Regions from separate parts of the Mus musculus genome. Here regions 2 and 3 are each linked to region 1. Evidence: chromatin contacts called from public HiChIP or PLAC-seq and Micro-C data. All regions are on one chromosome and are shown on one strand. The core of a region is the stretch at or near the end of the contact, and the rest is flanking DNA. Distances in the headings are between cores, read along the strand shown.

The links. Hi-C and Micro-C count contacts between places; a contact is called where the count stands out from the background. HiChIP or PLAC-seq counts read pairs in DNA pulled down with a chosen protein or histone mark.
Region 2: a contact with region 1 is called in an H3K27ac HiChIP or PLAC-seq map of embryonic stem cells, with 14 read pairs. The contact joins two enhancer-like sites. A contact is called at or near these places in 9 of 39 promoter capture datasets (the C10 cell line, the HPC-7 cell line, cranial neural crest and 5 more), 2 of 484 Hi-C or Micro-C datasets (cerebral cortex and embryonic stem cells), 15 of 115 datasets of contacts at active chromatin or transcription factors (the 230-238 cell line, craniofacial prominence, embryonic basal ganglia and 6 more) and 2 of 9 other capture datasets (embryonic stem cells and pancreatic islet).
Region 3: a contact with region 1 is called in a Micro-C map of embryonic stem cells, with 2.6 times the contacts expected there. The contact joins the promoter of Tardbp here to the enhancer-like site in region 1. A contact is called at or near these places in 5 of 39 promoter capture datasets (the HPC-7 cell line, cranial neural crest, frontonasal cranial neural crest and 2 more), 2 of 484 Hi-C or Micro-C datasets (CD4 T cells and embryonic stem cells), 3 of 115 datasets of contacts at active chromatin or transcription factors (effector CD8 T cells, embryonic stem cells and memory CD8 T cells) and 2 of 9 other capture datasets (liver and pancreatic islet).

The regions. Positions count from the first base shown.
Region 1 is chr4:148,910,735-148,914,751 of GRCm38.p6, reverse strand. All of the region lies in intron 4 of Casz1 (castor zinc finger 1), which reads right to left. It overlaps Gm15969 (a long non-coding RNA gene), which reads left to right. Exons shown (of 3, transcript XR_003955174.1): 2 at 368-555; 3 at 1,134-1,182. Among named protein-coding and RNA genes, the nearest start is that of Gm15969, 5.1 kb to the left of the region's middle. Within about 2 kb of position 1,346, at least 22 of the 459 cell types and tissues checked have an H3K27ac peak or open chromatin away from gene starts, as enhancers often do. A contact at or near this core is called in embryonic stem cells, where this site is marked.
Region 2 is chr4:148,653,835-148,657,837 of GRCm38.p6, reverse strand. It overlaps Gm572 (predicted gene 572), which reads right to left. Exons shown (of 12, transcript NM_001368835.1): 3 at 2,896-2,994. Among named protein-coding and RNA genes, the nearest start is that of Gm572, 13 kb to the right of the region's middle. Within about 2 kb of position 2,632, at least 20 of the 459 cell types and tissues checked have an H3K27ac peak or open chromatin away from gene starts, as enhancers often do. A contact at or near this core is called in embryonic stem cells, where this site is marked.
Region 3 is chr4:148,625,109-148,629,144 of GRCm38.p6, reverse strand. It overlaps Tardbp (TAR DNA binding protein), which reads left to right and starts at 2,149. Exons shown (of 6, transcript NM_145556.4): 1 at 2,149-2,464; 2 at 3,769-4,020. The coding sequence starts at 3,783.

The DNA of each region.
Region 1 (4,017 bases), core at 97-2,596:
AGAATGGCAGGGTGGGGTGGGGAAAAGGAGTCAGTGATGTATGAAGTCTGCCTTGTACCCCCTAGCTCTTCTTGGGGTGGCAAACCAGCCTGATCTCCTTTAGAGAACCAATGTGACACTGGGACAGTGTGCCAGCACAGCTCCTGGGCAGAGGCAAACCAGTAAAGAAAAAGGTGCCCCGTGGGTTGTGTGAGACCCTTCCAGACAACAGGCCCTAGAGTTCGCCCTTGGCTACTGGTGTGGCTGTGGCCGTCTAACACCAGGATGTGAGGCCAGCTCCTGATGGATGAGCGGCTGAACTTGGAGCCTGCATCTTAGGACCCCCCCCCCCATCTGCTCCCCTCTGGTCCTCCTCTAATCCACACAGGTCCAAACAACCCTCCTTCTCAGATGCTTCTCCGAGCTTCTCAGATGCATCTTGAGTCCCTATTGGCACTGCTCAACCTGGCCCTCAGGATCCTAGAGGACCATCTGAAGTCTCTTGGGAAGCCTGTAGGCTAACAAGGACACACTGTGCGCCGCTTCCCAACCACCGAGAGAGAAGCAGCAACATGAGTGAGTTCAGGGGGCTCCTGGAGGTTACCTGATCCTGCTGAGTGACAGGCAAGGAAGGTGACACAAGGCTGCCCTGGTTCCTTTGCTTCCTGCACTGGGCCCATCACACGAGCCTGTATGTCTCTCTTACCTCCTTACCTGTGACTCATCACCCCAAGGACAGAGACAGAAGAGGCTGCACAGCCACAGTCTATGGGCATCCGCCCACTTCTTGCGGCTCTCTGTCCACTGAACTGGGGTGAGCTTCATTCCCACTTTACCCAGACCATCGTGCCTGGCCCAGCTGGGCAGAGGTGGAAGGGTAGATAAGAAAATAGGTTCTGAGTCCTAGAGACACCTACTGTGGGATGACACAGCTCAAACTCTCCTCCATGCCAGGTAGTACCGTGAGGCTACACAGTATACCCCAGGCCTCCAGAACACTGACCGCTACGCAGAGGGTCCAACCTCAATCCTAGGCCTGGCCTCCCTTCTCCTAGGCATCCTTCAGGGGCCCTAGTGACCATATCATTTGTGAGACGCCCTCTAGATCATCCCCTCCTCTGGTCCTCATCTCTGACCCCTGTTCTTGTTTGTAGGCCCTCTACAGTAACAACTCCTCCATCCACCTCATTTGACCAAGAGATCTACAGGACGGAACTACTGTTCAGCACAGTGTCTGTCCAATAAATATTTACTGAAATGAACACAGACCGCTAAGAGCTTCTTGCGTTGACTAGGGCTGAGCGGAGGACCCAGGGTGTGGCCTGACTTCTTAACCAGACCCTGCCTAGCTCTAAAAACCTTTCCTGCTTGCTGGGGTGGGGACTCCCTGGGTGGGACTCAATTGACACTGTGAGTGTCTTGCCCTCTTTAGCCCCAGGCTCACCTCCAAATGCCCTTCACAGGACTCTGCCCAGAGAACAAAGAAGGCCCCAGTTGTTCCTGCATTTCTCTGTAAGAGGAACAACTGTTGCTGGTCAGTCCTTTCTGAATAAACCCAGCAACTGTTTGCAGCGTAGAGCAATTTTCTCCCTCTGCCTTGTCCTTGTCCCAAAAAGGAGAAAAGGAGATTAAAAAAGAAAGATGGGGGAGAGCCCATACCAAGCCCCACAAACTCCCTACACCCGCTCTCAAGTCTGTCTGGAAATGTTATGAGCACAAAGAGCACAAGGACAGCCACCTGCTGTCCCTGACAACTGGGACAGCCGCAGCTAAGGGACAGGCTGTGAGATCAGGACCCAAAAAAAGGAGGTGAGAAAGTGGACGGTGGAGGGAGGCAAGGGGGGTTTGAAGAGGGACAACAGGAAAGATCAAAACCAAGAAGGTGTGGGGAGGGGGGCATCTGGCCAGGACCTGCAGGTACAGAGACCCATACAGCCCAGATGGCTCCTGAAAGTCAGGCAAAATGGAATGGAGGGGTGCTCTGTGGGACACTGGATGTGATGGGGGTGGTGAAGAGGGAGAGAAGAGGAGGACTGGAGAAGAGGGAACGAGGTCTATTAAAATCCTCTCAGTGCATAACACAAAATGTCAGGGTTTATAGCTTCATTCTTGGCTTTGCTGGGACTGAGAACCCTGAACAGAAATGTCACCGCTTGTCATGTTTAATCACCTGCTGTTTGTTAACACCTCCCCTGCAAGGAGCCTGTCTCAATCTGCCCCTGGGCCCCCAAGGGACCTGGAAACTGAAAACATCCAGGCTTCTTCTCAGGGGCTCTTAGCCCTGCCTCGGGTTCCCGGGAGCTCCTTCTGCCGCCATCTGTAGACTTGCAAGGAGTCCCAGGATGACCCTTCTTATCAAGAGGGTCATGACCCCACTGGCAGGAGCTGGCACGCTTGGCTTGGAAGAGCCTGGTCATCCATCGCCTGCCCTCCAGACTATCCCACCTGCTGCCTCCACCCAGAGCCTAGAGAAAGTCAGTCAAGGAAGGCCTGAACTTCACTGCTGCCAGCGTGACCATCAATGGCTACAGCACATCTATCTCATCTACCCTTATCCAAGCACACCGACTGTGGTTCTGGCTTGGTTCCCTCTCAGACCCCCTCCTTTCTGGGTTGTTTAGGAATGCCCATCCCTACTGCTTTGTAACTTCTCCCTCTTGGGCAGGGTAGATATCTGTAGTGCCAGGGTGGTTATGCCCCAAGTACCCTCCAGTCTCCCTAAGAACACTGCGATGCTCCCCACCTCCTAATTCATAATTTGGTCAAATCCGGCAAAGCACTCAGGTTCTCTCAAACCCACACAAGCAAAAAGGGGGCAAACCTAGTTCAGGGTTCAGGCTGAGCCCCACTCCATCAGACAGCTGTTTGCAAAGCAGCCACTCTGCTCTCCATAGTTCCCAAGGTAACCCTGTGAGTTCTAGCAGTGGGGGGCTGTTCCTGAACTGACTAAAGTGGTCTCTCAGTGGGCCATGGGAAGCATCTCCCTCCTCCTCCTCCTCCTCCTCCTCCTCCTCCTCCTCCTCCTCCTCCTCCACCACCACCTCCTCCTCCTCCTCCTCGGCCTTCACAAGAGTACACTGTATAAACATGAACCTGAAGACGTGTCTCCTAGGAGAACAAAGCTCATCTAGATGGCTGCCACAAGTGCTTCTGTCTGGTCTGCTCACCTCTATCTCACCAGGGACGAGTCAGTCAGAGGGTCCCACCCTGGCAGCCCTCCCTGGGGACAAGTGGAGAGTCCCTTTCTCGGGGACTGTGAAGGATCAAGGCCTGCAGCAAAGTAAGTTTTCCTGTAAACCTTAGCAGGCATTTGCATCAGCCGCTACAGTGCAGGGTGTGCCCAGGAGGAGTTCAAGGGGACAAAGTGGACTTAACTGGGATCCGGAGCCCTTCAGGGACACAAGCTGAATAACACAGTCAACATCCAGGGATCTACACTTTGTAATTTCCCCTCAACATTGCCATGTGGATCAGTCCTCAGGGAAGCCTTCCCTCTGGCAAGGATGCTCCCTACTGTGTCTGTCTCCTGGCTTTTAGGGACAGTGGCAGTGACCATGGTTCTCCTACTTCTCCACCTGTGTCTTCTGGGGTTTGTTTATTTTGTTTTTATTTTATTTTTTTCTTCAGTGCTAGAGATGGAACCATGTTTAGAACATTTTCTAAGCAAGTGGCTCTATGGCTAAGCTACGTCCCCCAGCACCTGTGAAACTGGCTGAACCACACAGACCCCTGTCGTTTGCTAAGAAAGATGAGTGTTAGGCGTGACATCCGTTCTCTGTGTCTCTCAGAAGGAAGGTGCTGGGCAGAAACTCAGAGGACGTGTGAGGTCATGTGACCCACGTCCTCTCCAAGATGTCCCAATCTGTCTGTTATCCACAGGGAGAGTGTGTCAGTGTTAGACGAGCTACTAACCCTTCCCCAGCCCCCCAGCCCTCACCAGACTGGCCCTGTTAGCAGCACTCACCACAAATATGCTTTCTGATAAAGTTGGCCGAAAAAACATTCCAGAGCTCAAAACAATGTCAGGACAGGAACCCC
Region 2 (4,003 bases), core at 1,383-3,882, 260 kb after region 1:
CCTACTTCCTTCCACCCACTGTAGTCTACTTCCCCACCCCCACTTCAGCAACCCACGGAGTCCCACTCGCGCCTGCGCCAGATCGCTCCACTCTGCACTCAGAGAGACCCCTGTGAGGTGCACAAAGCCTCTGACTGCTCTCCCTCTGCCTTAGCCACACTGGTCTTCCTGCTACTTCTAACACGTCGTCGTGGGTGCACTCAGGGCCTTTCCACTGGCTGAGTCTTCTGTCTCTTCCAGATACCTGCGTGGCTCAGTCCACCACTCTCAAGTCTTTAAGTAAAGCCCCCTTGTCAACGAGGTCTCTGCCAGCAAAGCCTCCATCACTCCTCTCCAAACCGCGCCCCACTCTCAGGATGCCTTTCGACACCACACATTACCGACTCGCCAGCTGAGAAAAATATGACAATGACTATAGCAATGGTCTTGTTGCCCTCCACTCAAATGCCAGCCCCGTGGCGCCAAGAGTATTTATCTGTTTTGTTCTTTGCCATATTCCTAGAGCCTTAAGTAAGCTGCGTCTGGCACATTGAGAGGGCTCTCAAGTAAACATTCATTGGATGAGGAATATCACCGAGCAGAGGGATTACAGGTAGTTTTCATTATCGTCTTTAGATTTCTTCTGTTTCCATAATTATCTCGTGTTGCTTTTGAGGTAATTTTTTTTTCCCCTTAAAGTCTCAGCTGATGGGAGGCGAACGCCCCTTGCAAGAGACAGCTTTCGAAGCCTGGATGTGGGGGGCTCTCTCTGGTGACATAGCGGTTGCTACTTTCCTTTTGAGAGGTTGCAGCCTTCACGGCTATCTTTAGCAGCAGATCAAGGCCGAGCCTGTGGCTCTGAAAGGCAGCTCACTGGGGAAATAAAGTGTCTAAGCCTGGATGTGCAAATTGACCTGGGTCGCTTTGGTTTCCCATTCACGTCTGCACTTTGTAAATATTTGCCTGCATCCCACTGCTTGCACCTGCTTTCTGTCCCTTCAACTTTATGGGAGGCAGCAGGCAGCATCGCAGGCAACATCGTTTCTGCATCCCCACCTGGTGCTGCTGCCGAGCAAAAGAAACAGTTTCCCTCCGAAGCCACAGGTGTCTCTGACAGCGCCTAAAACTAATGGCCTGTGGCTGGCTGCTGTGACTAATTCCCTGATTATCGACTTTATGATTTTACACTTAAAACTTCTTTATAATAACACACAGAAATGTTTAATGGGCTCTATCCAGAGCCATAAAAATTACTTATTGAACAAGCGTTTTAAAACTATTAATCTATTGTTTTCCATTAATAATGGCTTTCCAAAGAACAGGCGACAGCTTAATGTATCCTCTGCGTTTTTCTCCTGGAAAAGTGGCCTTTTAATACACAGATGCTGTTCCAACTCCTGAGAGGCATCGCCGCCTGGCTGACCATCCGAGGGCCAATTCAGGATTCAGGACACACCAGTCCCAGACAGCACTTTCGAATTCCCAGACAAAGTCAGGCGTGGTGGCTCACACCTGTAATTCCAGCTCTGGAAGGCTAAGACAGGAAGGAGGACTGCCATGAGTTTGGGGTCAGCCTGGATTGCACAGAGCTCTAGGGTAGCACTGTAGTAACCACAGTGTATGACCCTGCCTTCAAAAATAAGGGAAGGGAAAGGAAAAAGTAAAAACACTTTGAGATGGGAAGTTCCCCCCTCAATTTCTCTATTTTTGTACAAAAGAGGAAAATTGTGGGTGTCTGACTTGCAGCCTCTGTGACCAAACTCAAACAGGAGATGAGCATATTATCTCTGTTCTAGTTCCTTCTAGAAGTTTCCCACTTTGCACTGGGTAAGCTCATGGTTCAAAGTTTTCTGAAAGTGATAACTTTCTCAGCCCTCTTTCTGGCTGCTTTAGGCATGAGATTCTCCCACCAAGCATGAGATTGTGGTTCCCATGGGTAAGACGCGTCCTCTTCCAGAGAACCTGGGTTTGGTTCCTAGCACGTATGTGGTGGCTCACAAACATCTGTAATCCCAGTTCCAGAAGATGGACACCGTCTTCTGGCCCCTACTAGCAATGCATGCACATGGTATACAGACTTATGTGCAGGCAAAACATATGGGTATACACATGCAATAAAGGTTTAAACAGGAAAAAGGAAGGAATTGTGGGTCAGCAAAATGGCTCGATGGGCTAAAGCTACTTGCCACTAAGCCTGATGACTCAAGTTCAAATTCAGATCCACTTAGTTAAAAGGAAGAAATAGTCCTGCAAGTTATCCTCTGATGGCACTGCTTTGTTTTGTTTTGTTTTTTCCTTCGAGACAGGGTTTCTCTGTATAACCCTGGCTGTCCTGGAAGTCACTTTGTAGACCAGGCTGGCCTTGAACTCAGAAGTCTGTCTGCCTCTGCCTCCCAAGTGCTGGGATTAAAGGCTTGTGCCACCACCACCCGGCTGCGGCACTGTTTTGTAAACCCGTGCGCTTAAATGAGCGTGCGCACATGCGCGCGTTTAGGGAGTCTACTAGCACCTGACAGACACTTCAATCAGGGTGAGCAAGTATCTATTAGGAGTCTCCTAAACATGTACTAGAGAGTCCTTAGTCCTGGAGACACACAGCAGCTATCTGCATGGAGCCATGGTCTGTGCCTGCTCCCCAACTACCTGCAGGTGGCGCTAGTGACAAGCATGTGAACAAGGGTAGGAGGCCATTTTAAGTAGGTACCAGAAGAGGAAATGGGCTGAGAGCGCAACCAGGACAGAACTGTCTTGGGGAAGGTCAGGGCAGCCCTGGGAAGAAACCAACAGCATGAAGCTTTCAGGGAAGGCCGCCCTTGTGCCCTGGGGTGAGGGACGAATTGGGGATCTCCCTTAGCAAAGGCTCCAGCCAGTCAATGGCTGAGAATTGGAAAACCCAGGTTTGAGAAGATGGCTTACCCGGCAGGCGCAGGACCCCGACCAGCCACTGCTTCAAACCCTGCACGTGACTACTCGGGATCTGCAGGGTCATGTAGTCTGAGAAGCACTCGACCTTTTCTGTGAGACAAAAAGATACTTGTGAGGAGGCAGAGAGGACACAAGAGAGAGAGGGGAAGGGAAGAAGGAAGACTGGGCAGGCCTCCTTTCGATCCTGCTGCAGTAGACCAGCTAGGAAACGGGTCACCATTGCGTCTAAGCAGTGTGGCATGGAAAGACTGGGAACGGTATGATTTACTTGTGAGTGTAGACAACGGTGTCAGGACATCTGGGTCTAAATCCCCACTGAGCGCTCCTGTGTGTGTGTGTGTGTGTGTGTGTGTGTCTGTTGCTTACTCTGTTTCTTCCTGGAATTGATTAAATGATGATGATGATGATAACGATGAGGATATGGACAATGATGACGTTAGACAAGAGTGATGGTAGTGATTACAGATACTGATAGCGACCCCTGAAAGGAAATAAAACTTGAGACATGTGATTCATGTAATTTATGTCAAATAGCCCAAAGAGTTGTTTGTGAGCTTTAAAACCTGGGGCTGAGAACATAGCAGAACAGGCCAGGTCATGCCCGGGCAGGCCCGTCATTACATGTCCTGACTGGCCTAGTGCCTCCCTATCTCCTGCCCTTCTGACAGTCTGTTGATGTTTAAATGGACCAATCATGTGAAACTGCGCCAATTCCTCCCCCAGCCCCACCCCTTTTCTATAAAAGTCCCTAGCTTCCAAGCGTCAGGGTCGAAACCACTGTCTCCTGCATGAGATACATTTCGAACCGGAGCTCCGCCATTATGGCTCCACCATGTGGTCGACACCTCTGTCTCCTGCGGGAGATATGTGTCAGCCCAGAGCTCCGTCATTAAACTACCTCATGCTTTTACATCAAGATGGTAGTCTGTTCGTGATTCTTGGGTGCACGCCGGACAGAAATTGAGTGGGGGTTTCCCACTAGGTTCTTTCACCCTGACCTATGCTCTCTCCCAGTGTCTGATCTTAGTCTTCATTCTTGTGCCAGGATGAACTATAAGTGCCAGTAACACCCTTCCTGCAGTCTGAGAGTTCCTCTAGT
Region 3 (4,036 bases), core at 900-3,399, 290 kb after region 1:
ACACCCACACATGATAAGAAAAAAAAAAAAAAACAAACCTTAAAACTTATAATGCTCCCCTCACAGGTGGGGTGCGGTGTATCACACCTCTAATACCAGTACGCTAGAATAGAAACAACAGCAAAGACCAGCATGGGCTATGCATTAAGTTGGAGGCCAGCGGGAGCCACATGAGACTCTGACCCAAAAAGAAAAATAATAATTAAATAAAAACCCAATATGGTCTAGCCAGATGTGGAGGCATAGATACACCTTTCATCCCAGCACTTGGAAAGTGGAGGCAGGCAGAGCTCTCTGAGTTCCAGGGCAGCTGTAATGATGCATATCTATAGTTCCCGAAGTCTGGAGACCTGCCTGGGGGAAAGACTGATTTGAAGGTCAACCTGGAATATACAGTAGGACCCTGTCTAAAAAAAAAAAAAAAGATAGCTGGTGCCAGCTAGATGGCTCACAGAAAAACTCACACAGAGCAGGTTTGGTTTCCCACAGAGACGTGAACACAGAAAATAAATAAAAAATGCAAGCTGGGCGTGGTGGCGCACGCCTTTAATCCCAGCACTCGGGAGGCAGAGACAGGCGGATTTCTGAGTTTGAAGCCAGCCTGGTCTACAAAGTGAGTTCCACGACAGCCAGGGCTACACAGAGAAACCTTTTCTCGAAAAACCAAAAAAAAAAAAAAAAAAAAAAAAAAAAATCAAAAAAAAAAAATGCAATCATCCTTTTAAACTACTGTTAAAGTTCTTGACTTTTCCAGGCATGGTAGCACAGGTCTGTAATCCCGGACAGTCAGGAGGCCAGGCCCAGGCTCTGCTGTATGAAACCTTGTCTTAGGAGACAAACAAAAAACCATTTTGGTGACTCACACCTGTAATCCCAACACTGAAGGCGCAGATTCAGGAAAGGCATAGCAAATCTGAGGCCAGCCTGGTCTACACAGTAAGTTCTAAGCCAGCCAAAGACTACGCAGAAATCCTGTTTTGTTTGTTTGTTTGTTAAGTTCAAAACCAAAAAGTAAATAATGCTGGGTGGAAGGACTCATGCCTATAATCCCAGCACTCAGATGGTTGAGGCAGGAGGACAGGCCAGGAGTTCCTGGCCAGCCTGGGCTCTAATGGAAGTTAGGGGCTAGACATTAACATCTGTTCTTCCAATGCCATCTTCTTACAAGGTAGCTGTGAGGAGGAAATGAATTCATTTATAAACTTAAAGTGGGAAGGCTTGGCCTGATGGTGATCTGCAATCCTACCCCATTCCTCCCAGAAGGGAGGCAGAGGCAGGAGGAACCCAGCAAGCTCAAGGCCAGCCTGTTCTGTACAGCAAGACCCAGTTTCAGTAAATAAAGCAACTGTGTAAAACCTTTGTGCCTAAGCTTTGAATCTGATACACCAAGAAATTCCAACCCTGAGTAAAGAGTCTACATCTGCTGCTTGGTGGTAGAGCTAGCCTTCAGCCTTTTTAAAGTTATACTAGGACTCGTCAACTGGAACCGAAATACTGAAACATCCAAGTAGTTTTTTGCTGTAGGATTCAGACCCTAGTGGGGCCTCTTTCTCATGGTGACTTCATGCAAGGTACTCAACTCTGTGCCTCAGTTTCTTCACTTATTGAAAGAGGAGAGAGTATCACGACTATCGTGTAGACTGCTAGGGCAGCATCCACACTTGGCAGCCTTGATGAGTTAAAGGACAGCCTGGGCTACACAGTGACTTTGAGATCCCTGTCTCTAAAACAGTATCTGATGGCTAAGCCCAAGGTCAATGGGAAGACACTTGCCTGCCATTCACAAGATTCTGGTTTGTTTTTCTCCCCCTAGAGCCAGAGAGTGCTAAAAGGTACTTGATACAAAATAGTACTTAGAACAGGGACCATTTTGCAGATCAAAGTTAATGTTTCCACGTTGGAAATTAACGAGCAAAGGCAGAAGACATTTAAGAGTCGCCTTTAGACTAGGAACCCAGGGTTCCCAGGGATTCCCCCCCAAGCCCTTACGCGTTCAGTCGCAGGCTCCGCCCCCTTTCCCTCCTAGCCCCGCCCCTGCCGCCCCAGTCCCGGCCTGCGCTAGTCTCGCGCATTCTCGGCGCGCGCGAGCTCCTCGACTAGGGCCGGCCGTTGGTCAGGCGAAGCCATCTACCGCGTTACGTAGGGGGACTCGGAAGGCCGAGTGGCCGTTCTGTCCTTCATCTGTCAGTTTTTCAGACCCAGCTGTTTTCATTGTTGCGTTTCTTTACTTTTTTCTATACGCCGAAGAGCCTGCTAGCATCCGAGCCTCTGGGAGGAGAGAGCGCCTGTGGCTTCCCTCGGAGAGCGCCCCTCCTGCAGGGAAGCCAGTGGGAGAGGCCGAAGGCGGGCGAGGGCGGGAGGCGGCCCTAGCGCCATTTTGTGGGCACGGAGCGGTAGCGCGGCTGTTGTCGGATTCCTTCCCGTCTGTGCTTCCTCCTTGTGCTTCCTAGCAGTGGCCTAGCGGGTAGGTTGGTCGCCAAGGCCGGCCTGCGTGCCTCGAGTGTTGCTTCGGAGAGGCCCGGTGCGGCCTGCGCCGCGGGGAGGGAGCGGTAGAGCGGGGCCTGGTTGGCCTCGCGCAGCCGCGTCGTTAAGGCCTAAGCGCGGGCAGTAGCCGGAGCGGGACGCCGGGCCTCTGCTTGGCTGTGAAGCCACGGGCGGAAGTGTGTGGCCGCCCCGGGTTTCCAGGCGTCCTAGTCCCTGTAGATTGTCGCTTTTGAGAATAACTGTTGTCACCATGGGACTTGGACCTCCGCGGGCCCCACCCTGGGCCCAGTTGAAAGGGGGGGAAAATCATCAACGTTGTCTGTCGCGCACGGCCTTCTGGGAAGCGGCGGCCTACCTCCCGGAGTAGCCGTCGTTGCTCCCTCGACGCCTAACTTTAGCCAGACCTTTCCGAGGATGAGCACCAGAACTGCTAGATAACTGTTCTGATGTCGGTGTTCGTGCTCCACCAGCACAGGGAGGGTTCCTCAGATCCCAATGCTTGGCTGGTTTTTTCCACGTTAAAGCACGTGCTAAACCCGATTCAGGTCCAGGCTATAGAAGAAACTTAATTCAGAATGGTTACGAAATACGGTAGCCTGTAATCTGTGCGCTCCAGGTAAGAAATGACGAGTGCAAGAAAAAAAATCGGGGCAGATACTTAGTTCTTTAACACCTTGTTTTTGTCTGGCTTTGTAGCCAACGGGCCACATGGTAACACTGTTGCCATTTTAGCACCGGAAGCTTATAGTGTGCGCTGAGAAAATAGAACTGGCGGGCAGAGCGCCACATGAACACCGGTTTTCCCTGTGGCTGCCCCGGAACTCAGTAGACTAGGCCAGCCTCGAACTCAAAAAGATCTGCCTGCCTCAAGAGTGCTGAGATTAAAGGCGTGGGTTATCGTGCTCGACAAAAATCACATTTTTTTTTAAAGATTTATTTTATTAATATATGTAAGTACACTGTAGCTGTCTTCAGACACTCCAGAAGAGGGAGTCAGATCTTGTTGCGGATGGTTGTGAGCCACCATGTGGTTGCTGGGATTTGAACTCTGGACCTTCTGAAGAGCAGTCGGGTGCTCTTACCCACTGAGCCATCTCAACAGCCCCCAAAATCACATTTTTATTTTAGAAAATACCTTTTCTCTATTTTTTTTTCAGGGATGGCAAAAGAAACATTTTAGGTAGCAGGAATCTTTTCAGGAAGTGGGAATAAAGTGGTGTGATAATAGCCAATTATGAAAAGATAACTCCTCTGATTTTCTTGCTCATTTCTTTTTCCTTTAAGAGATTTAAGCAAAGATGTCTGAATATATTCGGGTAACAGAAGATGAGAACGATGAACCCATTGAAATACCATCAGAAGACGATGGGACGGTGTTGCTGTCCACAGTTACAGCCCAGTTTCCAGGGGCATGCGGCCTGCGCTACCGGAATCCCGTGTCTCAGTGTATGAGAGGAGTCCGACTGGTGGAAGGAATTCTGCATGCCCCAGATGCTGGCTGGGGCAATCTGGTATATGTTGTCAACTATCCCAAAGGTTTGTTAATCATTTT